5 separate regions of the Mus musculus genome follow, and regions 1, 2, 4 and 5 are each linked to region 3. A link is a contact called in public HiCAR-type and promoter capture Hi-C data. All regions are on one chromosome and are shown on one strand. Each heading gives the region's core, a stretch centred on a gene start, on an enhancer-like site or on the middle of the called end of the contact. The rest is flanking DNA. Distances are from core to core; before and after follow the strand shown. Region 1 has its middle 8.7 kb from the start of Gm35135. Region 2 has its middle 43 kb from the start of Gm40423. Region 3 holds the start of Dtd2 (D-tyrosyl-tRNA deacylase 2). Region 4 has its middle 6.6 kb from the start of Gm35071. Region 5 has its middle 34 kb from the start of Gm35071.

What was found. Promoter capture Hi-C pulls out the DNA fragments that hold promoters and counts their contacts. HiCAR-type assays count read pairs that join an accessible place to other places.
Region 1: a promoter capture Hi-C map of liver shows a contact between it and region 3. The contact joins the enhancer-like site here to the promoter of Dtd2 in region 3. A contact is called at or near these places in 5 of 39 promoter capture datasets (the 3T3-L1 cell line, cranial neural crest, liver and 2 more), 4 of 484 Hi-C or Micro-C datasets (bone marrow-derived macrophages, cerebellum and liver), 8 of 115 datasets of contacts at active chromatin or transcription factors (bone marrow-derived macrophages, embryonic basal ganglia, embryonic hindbrain and 3 more) and 1 of 9 other capture datasets (pancreatic islet).
Region 2: a promoter capture Hi-C map of liver shows a contact between it and region 3, with 2.2 times the contacts expected there. The contact joins the enhancer-like site here to the promoter of Dtd2 in region 3. A contact is called at or near these places in 4 of 39 promoter capture datasets (embryonic stem cells, liver, neutrophils and 1 more), 1 of 484 Hi-C or Micro-C datasets (liver), 4 of 115 datasets of contacts at active chromatin or transcription factors (embryonic stem cells and stem cell-derived neural progenitor cells) and 1 of 9 other capture datasets (embryonic stem cells).
Region 4: a contact with region 3 is called in a HiCAR-type map of kidney, with 3 times the contacts expected there. The contact joins the enhancer-like site here to the promoter of Dtd2 in region 3. A contact is called at or near these places in 2 of 39 promoter capture datasets (the 3T3-L1 cell line and liver), 2 of 484 Hi-C or Micro-C datasets (liver and nephron progenitors), 4 of 115 datasets of contacts at active chromatin or transcription factors (embryonic stem cells, kidney and stem cell-derived neural progenitor cells) and 1 of 9 other capture datasets (embryonic stem cells).
Region 5: a HiCAR-type map of astrocytes shows a contact between it and region 3, with 2.7 times the contacts expected there. The contact joins the enhancer-like site here to the promoter of Dtd2 in region 3. A contact is called at or near these places in 7 of 39 promoter capture datasets (the 3T3-L1 cell line, 3T3-L1-derived adipocytes, embryonic stem cells and 2 more), 3 of 484 Hi-C or Micro-C datasets (the C2C12 cell line and embryonic stem cells) and 6 of 115 datasets of contacts at active chromatin or transcription factors (astrocytes, embryonic forebrain, embryonic limb bud and 2 more).

What each region holds. Positions count from the first base shown.
Region 1 is chr12:52,470,275-52,473,621 of GRCm38.p6, forward strand. No RefSeq gene overlaps it. Among named protein-coding and RNA genes, the nearest start is that of Gm35135, 8.7 kb to the right of the region's middle. Within about 2 kb of position 1,602, at least 6 of the 459 cell types and tissues checked have an H3K27ac peak or open chromatin away from gene starts, as enhancers often do. A contact at or near this core is called in liver, where this site is marked.
Region 2 is chr12:52,316,668-52,320,255 of GRCm38.p6, forward strand. No RefSeq gene overlaps it. Among named protein-coding and RNA genes, the nearest start is that of Gm40423, 43 kb to the right of the region's middle. Within about 2 kb of position 1,949, at least 8 of the 459 cell types and tissues checked have an H3K27ac peak or open chromatin away from gene starts, as enhancers often do. A contact at or near this core is called in liver, where this site is marked.
Region 3 is chr12:52,004,491-52,007,880 of GRCm38.p6, forward strand. It overlaps Dtd2 (D-tyrosyl-tRNA deacylase 2), which reads right to left and starts at 2,017. Exons shown (of 3, transcript NM_029545.3): 1 at 1,885-2,017; 2 at 389-458. The coding sequence starts at 1,995.
Region 4 is chr12:52,437,907-52,441,650 of GRCm38.p6, forward strand. No RefSeq gene overlaps it. Among named protein-coding and RNA genes, the nearest start is that of Gm35071, 6.6 kb to the right of the region's middle. Within about 2 kb of position 1,520, at least 26 of the 459 cell types and tissues checked have an H3K27ac peak or open chromatin away from gene starts, as enhancers often do. A contact at or near this core is called in kidney, where this site is marked.
Region 5 is chr12:52,411,016-52,414,706 of GRCm38.p6, forward strand. No RefSeq gene overlaps it. Among named protein-coding and RNA genes, the nearest start is that of Gm35071, 34 kb to the right of the region's middle. Within about 2 kb of position 2,221, at least 67 of the 459 cell types and tissues checked have an H3K27ac peak or open chromatin away from gene starts, as enhancers often do. A contact at or near this core is called in astrocytes, embryonic forebrain, embryonic limb bud and 2 more, where this site is marked.

The DNA.
Region 1 (3,347 bases), core at 352-2,851, 470 kb after region 3:
GTAATGCAGATTTACCAATTTTATGCAATTGCTTAGCAATATGCTTGCCTGCAGCAGAGTTAGTGGAATGGTAGAAGCCTGGCCTGGTTTTACTGTGTGTGAGTCCTTTCCTGTCTGCAGCAACTCAAGTGGCCCAGAGCTGTTTATGTGACAGAGTTAGGGGGGTTTCATTGGCCTCCGCTTCCACTTTTGCAGAGAGCTTTCAAATTGTAGGCACTCAGAATAAGTGGTATCATTAGTGGGTATAAAATGTCCTAAGGGTATGGGAGGGGTTTGAGCTTCAGTACTTCATGAAGAGGGGCTAATGTAGAGGCTCAGGTGTCCAAGGACGCTTGGATCCTGTAGTAACGCTGCAAGGTAACCTTGGCTAAATCACTTGACCTTCAGCACCTTTGCAATTAGGTAAACAAGTTCATTTGACCTCTACTGCGATACTGCAGGTTGCTGGGCAATGTTTGCCAGGCACACTGACATCTTATTAGAGCATGATTTTAGGGAAGGTTTGCAGGAGAGTAGTTCACATAGGCATTTCCACATCTAAGATCCTGTGTAATTGCATGTGTCACAGAAGACATCACCTGAAGATATCACTGGCAGAATAATTGTTTTGTTTCTCTTTTTTGAAAGGTGGAAATGGTCTGGCTCTTTAGAAATTTGATCTTTTGCAACTAAAGTTACAATTGCATGTATAGTTTAATCAGTATTTCAGAGCTTAGGTTCATGTTATTTTTCTCATCAAATAATGACTCGTCAAGGCAAAACAGTACTAATCTGAGTTTCTCCTATGCTGTCACTGTTGGATACTATTGGGCTTCCATATTCGTTGGAAGGTAAACGATACAGTCTATGTTGGTGCTGTCCAACCCTGAAAATGGCTAGTGCAAATGAAAAGCATCATTTTAAACTTCATTTTATCCGATTCACTTACATTTAAAAATAATCAAATGGCAAGTTGGTACATGCCTATAGTTCTCCTAATTTGGGATGCTGGGGCAAGAAGATTGCCACAATTTGAGACTAGCCTGAGCTACAGAGTTAGACCATGTCTTGAGAAACAAATAACTAAACCCAATAAAGCAAAGGATAATTAAAATGTAAGTAACCATATATCTTAACTGGTGGTAAAATAAATGTCCGTAGAATTATTAGTGATCATCTATTCTTTTAGATCCTGAGTCTTAGGCTGAGTCTCATTGGATAGAGGACGAGAAGATGAAAAGAGAAGGGAAGATATACTTGGGTGAGGGAATCAGAGAGCAGTGAACTAGAAGCAAGAAGAACCTGGTTCTGTTACTGAGCAGGTAGGCAGTCCCCTTGGTGTGAATTGAAAGTCCCTATGACAGGCAAAGAGGTAAGAACAGGTTCAGGGAGGCTAATCAATGTTTCTGATATTATACAACTAACAAGCAGCAAGCCAAGCTTTAGGACTTTAGAAGACAGCTTTCTTTCAGATGCCAGGTTTCCCAACAGCTCGCTTCACCAAGATGGTTAGGAATCTGGATGCTGGATTTACGCAACTTTAGTTGATGGCCGTGATCATCTCTAAATTGAGAGCTGAAAGGTGCATCATCCAAAAGTTCTAGGATTGTGAAAGAAATTCTGCAGAGCTCCTAACAGTTCCTGGCTTGTAATAACAGTTCAGTCAGCTTTGGGCCAGGCTTATTAAGTCAGAACTAGACCAGAGAAACAACAGAGTAGGCGTTAGTCAATCAACCCAGCTTTTAAAGTGAGGACTGCCTTGCTGAAACTCTTACAGAGAATAAAGGGAGGGAGAACCCACGAGTGGAGCAAGTCTGGAATCTAGAGGCCTCTGAAAAGCACTTGCACTCTTGACCAGGTCTATGAACTCACATGAACAGATAGAAACAAAATGACTTTCTTTTCTTCTAAAAAAAAACCAAAAAACAAAAAACAAAAGCAATGCAGGCTGTCTTAGATAGAAGACTGTCTTGAAAGCAGCTAGGAGGATGGTCTGAAAGCCCACCCCCTACAGTGACGCACTTCCTCCAACAAGGCCACACCTCCCAACAGTGCCACTCCCTATGGGTCCTATTCAAACCACCACACAGGCTAATCCGGGATTATTTTAAAATCTCAGAAAGAGACTGGGAAGCAGATTTAGTCTGCTGAAATACACATTAAGGCGATGATTGATGTTCATATGTTGGTATACACCGTTCCAGTTTTCTCTGTTTTTATCCGTGTGTGCCAGCTCACTCTTTATATGTACATCAGGGACCTAGAGAACTTTCATACTTTGGGGTTGTTACTTTGACACACAGTTACTTTGTTGTCAAAATTGACATTCATGGCTTTATCTTCAGCCCCTCTCCAAGGTCTTAGTCCCAGCCCCAACAGTGGGTCCACCAACATTTTTTTCCACCACAACCAACAGGGTTCCATTGCTCCTCACACCAACTAGTACTTTATCTGTGCTTTAAACTTCTGTAATGAGTATGTAGCTGTATGTAAGTATAGTTTTAATAAGCATTACCCTAATAACTAATGTTGTTGTTACCCTCCATTTATCTTTAATCAGAGAACATTTTACTTATTTTCTATTCATCTGCATTTTTATTGTCTACTGTTGTGTGTTTGCTAAGACCTTCAGTAGGATGCTAAGTGGAGTGGTGAGAACAGACTTCCTTATCATATTCTTGCTTATAGGGAGAAAAAAGTCTTTTCTTTCAGCATTTAATATGATTCTAGCTCAAGGTCTAGTGTAGGTGCTCTTTATTGCCTAGAGACATTTTATTTATTCATTCATTTATTCATTTATTGGTTACTGAAAGCATTGTGCATAAATATTGAGATGAGCATATCTATCGATAGATTTTTCAGTATTCAGCCAGTCTAGTATTCCTAGGATAAATCTTTGTCATGATATGCTATCTTATTATATGTGTTGTATTTGATTTGTTGTGTGTACTTAAAGAAGATAATATAGTAATTTATATATACACTGATTGGCAATTTTTTCAAAATTCATATTTTCTTAAATCTAGAAGAAATAGATGTTTATAATAAAAGCTTGTGAAGCTGGAAAGATGGCTGTGTGGTTAAGAGCACTTGCTGTTCTTCCAGAGGACCTAAGCTTACAAACACCTATATTGGGCAACTCATAACTACCTGTATCTCTAGTTCTAGGGTATCTAACAAACTCTTCTGACCCTCATAGGAACACACACACACACATACACACACACACACACACACACTTCAGCATATTTGCCTTTCTCTTTTCTATGTTTCTTTTGCTGTAGGAGTAGACAGTTATATGTATTTTATTTCAAGTTCAGTAGATTCAAAATCTGGGCTGAGAAATGAGAAATTTCCAGCCCACACAA
Region 2 (3,588 bases), core at 699-3,198, 310 kb after region 3:
AACCTCTTTTCCTGCTGCCTCCCCATAACCCACAAATTCCAATCTGTGCTATCCATACCTGAGTGTGGGGCCATTCACTGGAGTGGGGTTGACCTGTAACAAGTCAGACCCTTAGAGATGACTGACTCTTCATCCCCTGGCAGCTAACAGCTGTCCATAGCAGCTTGGTTAGGGAGGGAGGGTCATGAGCCCTTTCTACTCCATACAAGCATGTAAACTGGCTTGAGCTAAATGTAAAAATGTAAATAGTTTAAAAGAAAAGAGTGAACAAGTTAAACTGCATAGACATCAAAAGACAAATGAAGTGACTGTAGTATAGTTAGATACCCTAGATTTCGGGGCGAAGAGTGTTTCTAGGGATGGAGAAAGGCACTCTGTAATAATAAAGGTGCTATAGCAGAGAAGATAGTATGATTCTAAACAGTCTTCAAATGCAGAAAACATGGTCTGGTAAGCTAATGATAAATAGATTCACAACTGCCTAGTTGAGGATTTCAGTTCTCATCTTACCATCATCAATGGAGAAGAACAAGTCACCAGTGAGCATTAAAGAGCTGAGTCACTAACTCAGCACTTACGGGCCACTCTGGTCCCAAACAGCAAAATGCGCGTTATGTTCTTACACAAGCCGAACACTTATCACGGTGGAGAATAACCTCCTATAGCACAATTCTGTTCTCAATTCCAAATTCCCCAGGAGTCAAAAGGAAGAAAGACGTATTCATAAAGCATGCTGAACTGACTAGACATGATCCACCTTCGTGAGGTGCAGAGGGAAATTTATGATACTCTTTATATTTGAAAGGAAGACAGATGTATCAAGGAAGTGAGCTTCTATCTTAGTGACCTAGAGACAGTGCAAATTAAGCCCAAAGCGGGGCGGGGGGGAGGGGGTGAAATGGAGAGGAGAAGCTATAGGGGAAATACTGAGATCAAATGCTGGCATTTTGAAAATATGAACAAAATCAATAAGCTGTAGTCAGATTTATTAAGAAGAGAGAGGACAAAAATCACCCAATCAGAAAAGAGAGGACAAAAATCATCCAATCAGGAACGAGTGAGGCGGTGCCAAAGTCCTACAGTTAATTAAAAACACATTAGGAACTGTTAGCAATTTTACACCCGTAAATCTAGCAACTTGGTGAACTATCCATACCGTGAAAGAAGTGATCAAAGCACTTTCCAGAAATAAATAACCTGACCAGTGTAAGCTACAGAAGTACAACTTCAAACTTCAGGCCTAGATGCCTTCACTGGCAAGCCTTCCCAACAGTAAAGGAAAAAACAGGGCTAGTTCTAGACAAACGATTCAGACAGCAGATAAGAGAGCAGATCCTAGCTCGTTTATGAAGCTGTCATTGACCTGACACTCAAGCCTGTCACAGACAGATTCAGCCAAATACTTCTCATTAATACACACAAATTCTGTAGACAGGACAGGGCCAGAAAGATGGCTCAGCTGGTAAAGTCCTTGCCTCACTAGCCTAACAACCAGGGTTCAATCCCTGGACCCCAAATAAAGGACGGACACCACAGAGTTACCTTTCACCTCTACACTGTGGAATCTCTCCTCCAGTACACGCATTATAAAAAAATTAATAATGATAATGTGATGAGTAAGTATAACAACTGTAATAAACCTTAGCAAAAATCTTTAGTTGATTCCAGAGGGGAATCTCTTCTCCAAATAGAGGCATATGACAGTAATGGTTAATATTAATTTTCAACTAGGATCTAGTTGGGAGATCGGCCTCTAGGCCTGCCTGTGAGAGAGTATCTTCATTCATTTAATTGAAGTGGGAAGGCAGCCCCCTGTGGGTATGCCATTCTCAGTCTGGGCTCCTGGCCTATGGAGGAGGAAAGCGAAGCCGCACGAATAGCAGCACGCATTTATGGCTCTCTGTGCCTCGACTGTGGTGCACTGTGACCGGCTTTTCACACTTCTGAACCTTGACTCTTTCAGCACGATGACTGGTTCCCCTGAACGGGAGCCAAATAACCCCTTTGTCCCCAAGTTACTCTATCATCACAGCAACAGGAAAAGAAACCAAGACAATAAACGAGAGTTTCTTTCATTTTTTTTTAAATGGGAATAGAAGGTTAGCCAATAGTTGAAAGCCAATCCATGCAAACAGCAAATTAAATTAAATAAAAGACCATGTTTATCTCAGTAGATATCACCAAAACATATGATGAAGAATCTTCATTTACAATATAAAAAATATCCTCAGCAATGTAGAAATAGAAGAGTCTCTGGAAATTTATTTTATTTTGAGTGTGTGTGATGTGGAGCAACAACTTATTTTCACATTTATTGCTTTTTTAATTATTTGGACTAAAGTTTCCAGACAGTACCAAGGCTTCATGGTTTATGTCTATAATCTCAGTATTTTGAAAGGTGAGGTAGGAGATTGCCACAAGTTTGAGTCTAGTCTGGGCTACCTAGCACATTCCAGGCCAGTAGGCTTCAGAGTGAGACTCTGCCTTAGAATTTTTTTCCTTAGCATATAGTGACCACAGAACTTCAAACATTTTCCTAATTTAAACAACATTTAAGCCCAGTCACCAGTTTCAGTTTCCTAGAAGAGCTTGAAAGCTTTGTTGAACTCAGATACCCAGCTCCTTAAAAACCGTGGGTCATGACCCCACATGGGGCCACATAACTAACTGTGAGTATTGCGAAACATTGGCAATTGGTAACAGATTCCTGAACATACAATGACCAGAAATTAATTCAAAATCAAGTAGGTAGCGAACCCCTGAGCATCTCGAGCCGTGTTTGCCTGTGCTGCACTGCAGTCTTGGTTCTGAATGGTGTGTGCACTTTGCATTGCATATGCCACTGCCCACACAGAGCCAGAATACGCTGCACAAAACATCATGCCCAGATTCTGGACTGCTATATGCTGAAATTAAAGTGATTTTACTATACATACAAAGGTTTCTGGTCTTAAACATTAATATTTATAAAGAGCAAAGACTTCATTATCATTCCTCAGCATGAATCAAGTTATTATTTCTTTGGATTACATCGTATTAGAATGATTTTTTTTAATTTCTATTTGAGTTGCTGACAAGTTTCATTTTTAAAAAGTTGAATGAATTTTGGCTTGAGATTAAGACAGAATTTCCAGTGGTTTCTGAAAGGGATCGCAACACACACATGCAATTTGTACCACATACTTGTGTCCTGTGTCGTCCTTAGCCCTGACAATTATAAATCAGATATTAATCAACTCTGAAAAATGTTGAAGATGCGTATGGTGGTTTGAATGAGAGACTCTTACAGTCATTTTTGAACGCTTGTTTCTCAGTTGGTGAAACCCTCTGGGAAGGGTTACATGTGGCCTTTTTGGAGGAGGTGTGTCACTTAGGGTAAACTTGAGGTTTCCAAAACCTTTGCCATTATCTCTGCCTCTCTATCTCATTATTGCTGCCTCAAGATGTAAGCTCTCAGCATTGCTTCAGCACCATGCCTGCCTGCTGTAATGCTCCCACCCTGATGGCCATGAACTAACCTTCCACAACTGTAAGCAAGCCCTTGATGAAGTGCTTTCTTTTGTAAGATGCTTTGGTCATGATATATCT
Region 3 (3,390 bases), core at 767-3,266:
TGTTTTTGTTTGGAGTTTAGTTGCTAAAAAGAGCTTAGGATACAGTGCAGTGGTGGAGCACTTTCCCATCATGCTCTAGGCCCTGGCTTCAATGCATAGCACTATAGCGCTACAGCAAAACAAAGAGGAAAAAGTAACAATAAATTATGCTTCTTGGCTGAGGTTGTAGGTCAGTGTAGAGCACTTGCTTAACATGTACAAGGTCAACCCCAAGCCCTTAAAAACAAAACAAAATCCCACCGAGACCAACGCAGTGTGGTTTTGGATATTTTGGTTCCGTTGCTCATGAGCAGTTCTTTCTTTGCTCCTTTACTTGTTCCACATCATAATGAGTTTCAGCATCCCACTCTCATGCCCCGCTCGCTGGGAGAGGGGAGAAAACACATACCCATTTTGGGGAGAAGGTCTGTGTCAGCTCCCTTGAAGAAACACACATAGATCACCAATCCTCTCCGAATCTGTGAGAAATGACCACAGGAATCTCAGGTTAGGAAGGAGTCTACAGAGACACAGCTCAGTGGGAAGCGCTCCACAGTGTCTACAAGCACTTGGGTTAAAAGCTAAGGAAATAAGGAGAGTCTTGAATTCTAAATAAATTATGAGAAACAAAATAATCCTTGCCAAGTCTTAAGCACCATGCTTATTTACAGTCAAAAGGGGTGAAGATTACAAACCATGCCTGCATTTATTTCTACTGAGCCAGCAGTTTTCAGACAGCCTCCCCCAAATTCTGCCAGGCCCACAGAAAGTTACAGGCTGATTTATTCAACATCAAATGATCCTCCTTTTCCCACATGGGGCTGTTGAATAAGCAACAGTGTTAGTAGTGTCCTCTGATGTTACTTTGTATTTTCCCCTAAGTCATTTAAACAGAGTGGTATTTCTACATGGGGTCTTGTCTTATTTTTACAAATTCCAGGAACTGTTCAGTTGCTTTTTCTGTTACCGTGGTCAATGCCTGAAGAAAACCCAATGATTGGGCTTTGAAAATTACATTTATGATAAGTTCTGTAGGAAAAGGTTGGTTGTTATCAGGAATATACACCTTCTCATTTTACATAATGACTTGAATATTTGTTTACTAGTTCCTGTAAGACAGTCTACAAGAAAATAAACAAGTGATAAATGACTTCGTTGCTACCACTGAGGGAATCGATTGTATGTTAATTTCCTTGGCTCACTTGATTCAGAAGCCACCACAAAGATTAAATGAATTAATAACTGCAAACTGCTTAAAACAGCGCTGAGCTCACAGTAAATACAACCCAGGTGTTTATCAAATGCTACATAAAAATAAATGGGAAGGCAGACACACAGTTATATTTCATGCTTTAACTTCCAAAGCTTTATACATGTTTGAGACTCAATTTAACTGTTAGCGACATTACGTTCAGCTATATCTTTCTGGTTCTAATGGTTTTCTGTGTAAATATAGCTAGCTCTGCACTCATACTTGAATTACCTGGGAAAAGATTTTTGTTTAACTATGTGCACTTGTGTGTCTGTGTACAACGGCAGGTGTCTGTCCCGCCTAGAGGAGGCCATCAGATCCGACCGAGCTGGAGTTACAGGTGGTGGTGAGCAGCCCCGCATTGCGGGATAATGGAATCTAAGGATCTACTGGCGGTGAGATTCCCTGAAAATTCTGAGAAGCGAGATGGCTCACGCTGTTACCTCAACACTTAATATACTAAGGCAGAAAGATCATCCGCAGGCTGAGAGCTGCAGAGCGAACCAGTGGGGCACAGGCCACCACCAGACGCCAAGTCCAAAGAGACAGCTAGGCAGCCCACTAAAGTGGGCAGACGGAAAGGGACAAGCTCTTCATCTCACGAAAGATGACAGGAAGACCGGCACGGTTCCGCGGATAGGGCCGGGCGTTACCTCCACCCACTGCGCCGCGGCGTCTCCATCGGCCGGGCGCACTTGCAGGCGAGCGTGCAGGCACTGCTGCAGGAGCGCACGAGCCTGGGCCACACGACCACCGTCCGCCATGGCGCGGGTCCGCACTGCGCATGCTCGGGTAGGCGCCTCCCACTGCTCGTGGCCCCACCTAAGTGGGCGGGGCCTCCGCCTGGCTCTCCGGAGTCCCGGATGTGGAATTGACCAGCTTTGGAGCTTTGAAGCTTCAGTCTCTTGGAGGGTTTTTGTTTAGAGATCTCTGTCTCTCCTTCTCTCCCTCCTTCTTTAACCTAATCTCATCCTCGAATGCCTCGTTTTTAGTTTTGTTTTTGGAGGTAGGGTCTCATAGAGTCGGGGTTGGTCGCAATAACCACATAGCTGAGGCTGACCTTGAACTGAACTCCTTCTCCCAATTGCAGGAATTACATGTGTGCCCGCCCACAGCCCCACCCCACCCCATCCTGCTCTGCTACCTGCTTCATAGCTTTTGAAGAAATATTTTTCATTTCAGAAAGCTTAGGTTTCCAGGTATTGGAAAGAATGTAAGTCAGAGTTAAATCCATTCTATATTTATTATAAAGACATAACTAGAATGAGATCAATTGATCTCAAAGCAGGCAGAGAGGGAACTTAACCTGTGGGTGGGGGACAGATGCAACTATAGAAGGGAGCACCTAAGATGTGGGACCCCGATTTAGAGCATTTCTCCCTGGAAGGTAAAGCCCCTGGGACGTTCCCCAAGCTTGTTTTCCCTGATCTCTAAAAATACAGCCAGAAAGAAGCTCTTTGTTCACTATAGCCAGCAAAAAGCCTTTTTGTTTCTATACTTTACAACCAGAGATGCCTGCCTTCCTGTGCCGAGGACACGGGAGATAAAAATTCAGAAAGAACTCACTCCTCACTCCTGCCTTGTAAATTTCACCAAGGACACCTGGAAGAGAAGAACTCTCCTCCCAACTCCTTCCAACTCCTCCCAACTCTTCTCAACTCCTCCCAACTCTTCTCAACTCCTCCCAACTCTCCTCCCAACTCCTCCCAATTCCTCAGCTAGCTGTTAAAAGCCCCCTACTGTCACTGCTCAGGGTCAAACTCCCCTGCCCTGCATGGCAGAGGGACTTTGTCCTCAGCTAACTGATAATAAAACCTCTTGCAGTTTGCATCAGGTGTGGTTTTCTCTCGGGTCACTGGGGTGCTGGCCAGCTCATCCCGGGACTTGAGTGGCGGCCCAGCTTCGGTGTCTTACAAAGACTATTGGGAAACACAGAGATTTACATTTTATTTATAACAGTAGCAAAATTACAGTGATAAAGTAGCAATGAAAATCATTTTATAGCTGGGCAGTGGTGGCACACACCTTTGATCCCAGCACTCCAGAGGCAGAGGCAGGCGGATTTCTGAGTTCGAGACCAGTCTGGTCTACAGAGTGAGTTCCAGGACAGCCAGGGATATACAGAGAAACCCTGTCTCAACCCCCTCCCCCCCCCAAAA
Region 4 (3,744 bases), core at 270-2,769, 430 kb after region 3:
AACCCCTCACCTATACTCCAGTAAGTGAGATGAATAAAACTCACTGGTTCCCCAAGTTGGATGTTAGTGGTATCTGTACTTTGGTCTGTCATGAGTTCCTTATCTGGGATGAGTAGAAGTATGTGCTGCATCTCCTCAGGAAATGCTTTGTCACACAACATTTGGCCTGTGATCTTTGGAGAAAGGACATGTGTTCTATCACTAATCATCTGTGTGACCTTGGGCCACACAGAAGCTTCAGCTTCTTTGTGAATAATGATAATGCTCTAGTATTGCTGAGAGATAAAATTATTTAGTAAAGGGTATAGCCATTTCTATTATCATCAATAATAACATTCCCTACTTGGTCATAGTCTCCCAAGTACAAGAGTTTATGCCTTTATCTTCTAGAGCTCAGCACATAGGATGCTCTCCTTTTAGGTCTACTGGATGATTTTGCAGTGGTAGCTGATGGTGAGGGGGTAGCTGATCCTCTTGGGGTAATGACTGGGCCTAGAGAAAGCTAAGGTCCAACAGTGATATAGACTGTAACTCTCTACTAGAGTTGACCTATTCTGTGTTCAGGGAGAAGCCTTTTGTATGAATGGTTAGGATAGGAAGTACTTCTGGAGAAGATGGAGTGATTAGTCTGTGCGTTCCTTTAGAAGCCTGGTTCTGATGGGAAAGTGTTTTCTAGGAAAAGCTCCTAGATAAAGATCCCACACGTAAGCACTTAACACTGGGCGTTAAAAATGTGGCTGCTGGTCAGCTTGCCAGCCTTCTCCATCTGCACTGCCTTCCCTGGGCTCCAGGACTGGGGTTCCTCATGGGGCCCTTATATACCCACGCTGTGCTTACGTATGCTGTCTGTTCTTGGGGCTCAGGCATCTAAAGGCACTCCTGAGAGAGGACTCCTCTGTGCCAACAGCTAACTTTGCTAGCAGTAAGGCTGTGGCCATGTGTGAGGAGAAGGAGCTACATGGCTTCTCAGGCTCCTTTCCAGCCCTTTGAATACAACAACAAAAAATCCAGGGGTGGGAGAAAAGAAAGGAGGAAGGCAACAGGGAGAGGAGAGAAGCCAAGAATGGTGGGCTCACACCTGTGATCCTAGCACTCAGAGGGCTGAAGCATGAGGGCTGCCAGGAGTTCAAGGCCATCCAGGGCTGCATGGATTCAGATAGAGGGGCGAGAGGCGACGGAGGGACAGAGCAAGGGCAAAGAGAAGAGAGACTCAGTAATACTGCTCCCTTTTAAATTAGCATAGTGAGGCAGTGGAGAGGTAGCTGCTGACTTGGAAATCGTTCAGACAGCAATATATCCACTGGCTCATTAGAAATGTCACTGAGCCCAAGAGTGACAGCAATCCAGTGATACAAATACAGTATTCAGATGACTTTCTCAAGGAATGAAACTGGCTTGCCTCTGACATAGTAGACTTCAGGACCAAAAGAAGGAGGCATTCATATGGTATGGTAGCAAAAACACAGCTAAGGAGAAAGCCTGGTTATGAAACAAGAAGGACAAGCAGAAATGCCTAGCAGGAGTTTAGACATCTGGGCTCTCATCCAGGATCTGCTACTAGCTAATGTGTGACCTTGGGTGACTCAGTGCATTTATTTGGGCCGATTTTTTTTTAATATGGAGAATTCCCATCAGCTTTACTAAGACAACTTACTAAGGCATATAAGTATGTACAGGTGAAATGTCAAAGAGAATGAATACACTATATCCTTTAACTGTCTTTGGACACTAGACTTCTGACCCATGTTAGTTCATATCCATCAATGTCAGTGAGTTACACATCAGTTCTTTCAAAAAACGTTTCCTACCATGAAAACTGTTCTACTGCCCTAGGAAAACACACACATCCTAGCTGTGCCACCGAATTCAGACCATGATTTCTAAGAGTAATTTGGTCACACAGGTATTTAACAAGCGTGTTTAGTACCATCTGTGCCCTCCGTGTGGTCTAAAGATAGTAACAATTAAGACCACTGCACTTAAGAAACCCACACAAGATGACAGCCCAGTAAATCAACATGAGCAGCATGTTGGAACCTGTCCCAGGAACTGACCTGCACATGCATATCAAAGTGAGCCTTTGTATGACTTCTTCAGTGGAAGGCTGCTAGTCTAGGCTGGGCATACCTGACGTAGCAACCCTTCCTTATTTCAGCCAAGTTTGCAATGGCTAACTTGAATCATGGCTAAAATAATATCCCATATCCTCTGTCCAGGGGGGCAGTGACATTGTAAAGCAGAATTTCTACCAAAAGTCTGAAAAGACAAGGTGTGTGATCCATAAGAGCTTTGGAGAGGATGCTAAGCTCTCCCTTTGTGGTAGGCCCATCCATTGCATTCCATGTCCTGAGATGCAGGGACTGGGGGTGATGACTGGAGCCCAAAGTTTGGAATGTGTTAGGGTAGATGTTCATGTTTGCATCTCTGATTCCCCAGGGATATTTATTATCAGCTTTCTGGTCTCTGTGTATTGCAAAAGCCCAGATACTTTAACTTGAGGGGTACCTAAGAAGCCAGTTAGAATTTGATCATCAGAATCATCACAATGAGGAAAATGTGTGGATAAAAGTATTGGAAACATTATGCAAGAGGGTTATTTTCTTTTCTTTAGTGCCTTCAACATTAGCCTTTAAGTCACTAACCTGGTGTGTGTCTGTGGTGGTGGTCATAGGGGCTTCTCAATTTTCCTTTCCTAGGCTGGATGAGAACCGATAATCAGGAATGGCTGTAATCTGTCAGTGGGGTACTGTGGTAGCAGCAACCCCAGTCCTCAGTAGTTCTGGTTGACAGGCATCTCAGCAACCTTTGCACAAGAAATTTATACCAAGTCTTCTAGGAAACTGGGAGAAAGAGATTTGAGGGAGAAATATCTCTCCAATACAAAACTGCAAGAGCTATGCGGTCCCTGGGAGAAAATTTATTCTTAAGGGAAGAATAATTCTGGCATAGCAAGCTGGGCTTAGCAACAGGCCTTAAGGATCAAAAGGAGTAATGAGCCTTGGTTCAGCACAGAGGCTGTTATTTGAACCCATCCTGGCCCAATTATCTTGGTGTCTTATGCTAGCCCTAGAGAGAAGAATAAATAAGCCTGGAAAAACAGTACCACCAACACTGCAACACGCAGAGCCCAAGCAACTCCCCCGCAGAACAAGTCTTCTCCCCTAAAGAGCACAACTCCAGGAAGGCACCACTTCCTTCAGTACAGCGCTTTGCACGGTGACTCAGGCACTACCTACAGCAGAGCATTGGAGTCGAGGTATTATAAGCCTGGAGGGGCGGGCATATCAGGACAGGGTACACAAGGAAGCCTTGTCACAATGAACGCAGTCCCAGAGGACTCACAAACACTTCTGAAAGCCTCAGCAGGGCCTCAAGAATACCAACAGTGTGGGACTGTGGAAAGGGGGTGATGAAGACAGAGTCCCATGAGCCATTAAAATGCCATACTGGGGACAGAATTGCCACATTGATCCCTAAGCCTGGGGACGGTTGGCCCACTCCTCTGTGAAAACGAATTCAGGAGTGGCAGATCTTATCCTTGTTTCTTTTCTGGTCTTCTCAGCCTCACTTGTTTCCTTCTGGCTCTGAAAGCTTTGACCAGCTCACCATGGGCCTCAGTTGGTGTCACACAGGTAGACCCTGATGCTATGCAGCCTCATAACTACCTCAAAATCTCCTAGATTCTCATGAGGCTTCCCTGTTGACACAAAGGCATAGGCACCCACTAGGCACCTATGTGGGGCA
Region 5 (3,691 bases), core at 971-3,470, 410 kb after region 3:
CATACAACCTTTGTTTTAAAAAAAAAAAAAAAAGATGGACCAAACAAACAAACAAAAAAATATCTCTTACTTTGATTTGCATTCTATCCCCCCACACCACTGCTCTCTGTTTGCCTCCTGTGTAAATGCCGGGCTATCTCGTCCTCCACAGCTTTAGAGTACTATGTCCTTATTTTCTCATTTTTAGTTATGGTTTAGTCATGCAATACTCATGTACTAAAGACTTGGCCTTTTTGCAGAGGTGTTCTAAGGTAGGACCTTGGAGATGGGCCCAGCCATGGTTTTGTAGCTGAACGGAATAGAGAGAGGTGGTGGAAACTTGAAGTGATGGGGCCTAGAGGAAGCAAGTCCGCTGAGAGTCTCCGTTGAAAGGTAAGCTGTGTCTCCAATCCCTTTTCTTCCCAAGCTGCTGATGCTACTGTTTTCTTTCTTCTTCTTCTTCTTCTTCTTCTTCTTCTTCTTCTTCTTCTTCTTCTTCTTCTCCTTCTTTTCTCCTCCTCCTCTTCCTCCTCCCCCTCCTCCTCCTCCCTCCCCCTCTCTTTCTCTCTCTGTGTTTTCATGTGTTCTGGCTGCTATGGAATAAGCAGTTTGCTTCGACTGAAATCCTTCCACCATAAAATCCTACTTGCCCACAGGCCCAAGTGACCCCACTAAGACCTCTGAAAATACAAGGAAGCTAAATCTCTCTGTATCTAAGTTACCTTTCTTGGGCATTTTGTCACAACCATAGGATGCTGACTGCCTCAGGTTTGTATATTAGGCAAGGCAAAGAGATGCAGTTAAAACTTACAAACGCATGCTGTTAAAAACCCATGGAATCAGTTATACTTCCCCATGTCCCTAGCTGATCCTCTGCACGCCCCCCATGCAGGGGTTCTCAGGGGTACAACCATGTTAGGGTCACTGCAGCACTAAATGAGGACCACAACACTGGCTCTTAATTCTAGTTTGACTAATTCCTTTGCGGCCTCCCAGCCTCTTGCTTCATTTCTCCAATCCGTAGACAGTATTGAAGGTCTTAGCCCTTACTTCTTCTCAAAAATATCATTACAGAAACTAATGAGATCATACTCATAAGAGGATTTGATTTCTTCGTTGTGGCAAAACATCAAAGAATGAAAATCCACCCAGCGATTGTTGCCATAATAATCATAGTCAACAATAGGACTTCTGAAGAGAGAAGCAATCTCCCACTCTTTCTGTGATTGTGAAGTAAATCCCGAGGCAAGAAGTTGGTGAAGAAATGAAAGCCGGCCTGGCTGTAACTTAGCACCTGGCCTTCCTTTGAAGGGAGGTGGAGTCAGGAGGCTCTCACAAGCTCCTCACCCACCCTGTAGCCACACTCCCCCTCACTGACCTCCTGAGAAAGCCCCACAGAAGCCAGCCTTGTCCTCAGCAATGCTTTCTCATTGAGTGGGGGTGGGGGTGGTGTGAATGGTGGCATTTGGTCTAATGGCAGGACAGCTGAGGCTGAACAATCTCTTGCTGTGCCTGGATCCTAGCGTAGAAGACAGGGAGTGTTGTCCACACCAGACTCGAATAGTGTTAAGTGTTGATAGGAAATATCAGTGGAATAGAGGCTGCGGTTTTGCAGGTTCTGCGTGCGTGGTCTGTGCTTATGGGCAGAGAGCGTCAGACATGGTGGGGCAGAAATATCAGGCTTTGCTGCACCGGTGCTAATGCTTGCCATGAAAGCAAAAGCTAGGGGCAAGGAGGCAAGCACGTATCATAAAAGTAATTAATTGTTCTACTTTTTAATGGTCTGCCCAGACTGGCTTTTTAAAAAAAAAATGAATCATACAGACTGGACCATGATGCCAGACAGATAGCCCATTGGGACTTAAAAGAACGAGTCCCTGCTATAAATCACGATAATGAGTTCGTTTTTAACCTGGTTTACGAGATTGAGAAGAATAGCATCACACTCTTTCCTTCCCCCTGAACCTCTCACTGCCTTGAATGCTTTTCAGAATTCAGGGACTAACATTTCCTTTCAGAAACTCTTTCCAAGTTTGAGTGGCTGTTGTTTTACCAATCAGGTCTTTCTCCAAAGATGGTCTTAGCACATGATTTTCATGACTCAGCGGAAACCAAACAAGCCCCCATTGTTGGCTTTGTTTTCCCCACCAGCATTATTGACAAGCTCTGCCTAACTCTTGGGAAAAGGTCTGTTGTCTGACCAAGCTACTATGGAAACCCGATCCAGGCCGGTTAGAAGCCTAATGCCTTCCCTCTTGAATCTGTGAAGAATTTCGAGGGCGGTCAGACTCAGCTCAGAGAATATTCATCAGGGCAGAGGGTACGGCTTGTTCACACCACCCCACTCTTCATCTCAAATCAGCTGTGCAAACAGACTCACTGGCCCAGGGGGGAAGGCGGCACTGCCCGGAGGTCACTGTAAGTCACAGAGGTTTCATTTATTTTATTTCTACATCATTCTGACTAGACAGGGACAGAGACGTGGACAAACAAGAGCTCGGCTTCTTTTTTTAAAATGTAAAGGGAATTTCCCCTTTGAAAACTGACTGGTAGAAAAATACTGTAGCCAACTGCTCCATACCAGGAAATGGATCCTACAGGTTTGAAAGAAGGGACAGGAAATACAGTCATTTTTCACTCTCCTATGAGATGCCACACACACATACACACACACATACACACACACACACACACACACACACACACACACACACACACACTTTAGAAATCGACCTGAGGAGGAGAATACTCTGAAGAGAGACTCTTTGTTTGTGCTTGGAAACCTTACTGCCAGGTCCAGAGAGAAGTTCCAAGAATGTTCTGGCTATGTCTTCTGAAGGCCTCCCCTCACGAATTCCTTAGGCATTTCCCTGCTCACTGTTGAGGATTCTAGGGCTTTTAAAGGGTAGAAGTAGGCTTTGCTGCCATTACCTTTATACGTAAAACTCATCTCAGTAAAGCAAGTATTATAAAACGTACCACGCAGTTATTCATCATTACTGGCAATTCATATATACTTACCCTTTATGACTGAGCAGAGCTAGCTCTCGTGGAACATAGACCATGGCATGTTGTGTGTGACTACTTGACAACTAGTGTACTGGCTGGTTTTATGTGTAAACTTGACACAGGCTGGGGTTATCACAGAGAAAGGAGCTTCAGGTAAGGAAATGCCTCCATGAAATCCAGTTGTAAGACATTTTCTCAACTAGTGATCAAGCGGGGAGGGTCCCTTGTGGGTGGTGCCATCCCTGGGCTGGTAGTCTTGGCTTCTATAAGAGAGCAAGCTGAGCAAGCCAGGGGGAGCAAGCCAGTAAGGAACATCCCTCCATGGCCTCTGCATCAGCTCCTGCTTCCTGACCTGCTTGAGTTCCAGTCCTGACTTCCATTAGTGATCAACAGCAATGTAGAAAGTGTAAGCTGAATAAATCCTTTCCTCCCCAACTTGCATCTTGGTCATGATGTTTGTGCATGAATAGAAACCCTGACTAAGACAACTAAGAAAGCAGGGGTCTTCAGGTGAGGGATGGTCTGAGTGACATGATTGCGTTTTGTTTTTTTTTTTTTGGCAGAATACAGAACCTGAGGGAATGCAGGTGATGATGGTACAACCTGCCCAGTATCCCAAGTAACTAAAAGAACTCAGCACACAGACACTAGCTCTCATCCACACCAACATTTCTAACTTTTTCCAGCCAGATCTTTTATGAGA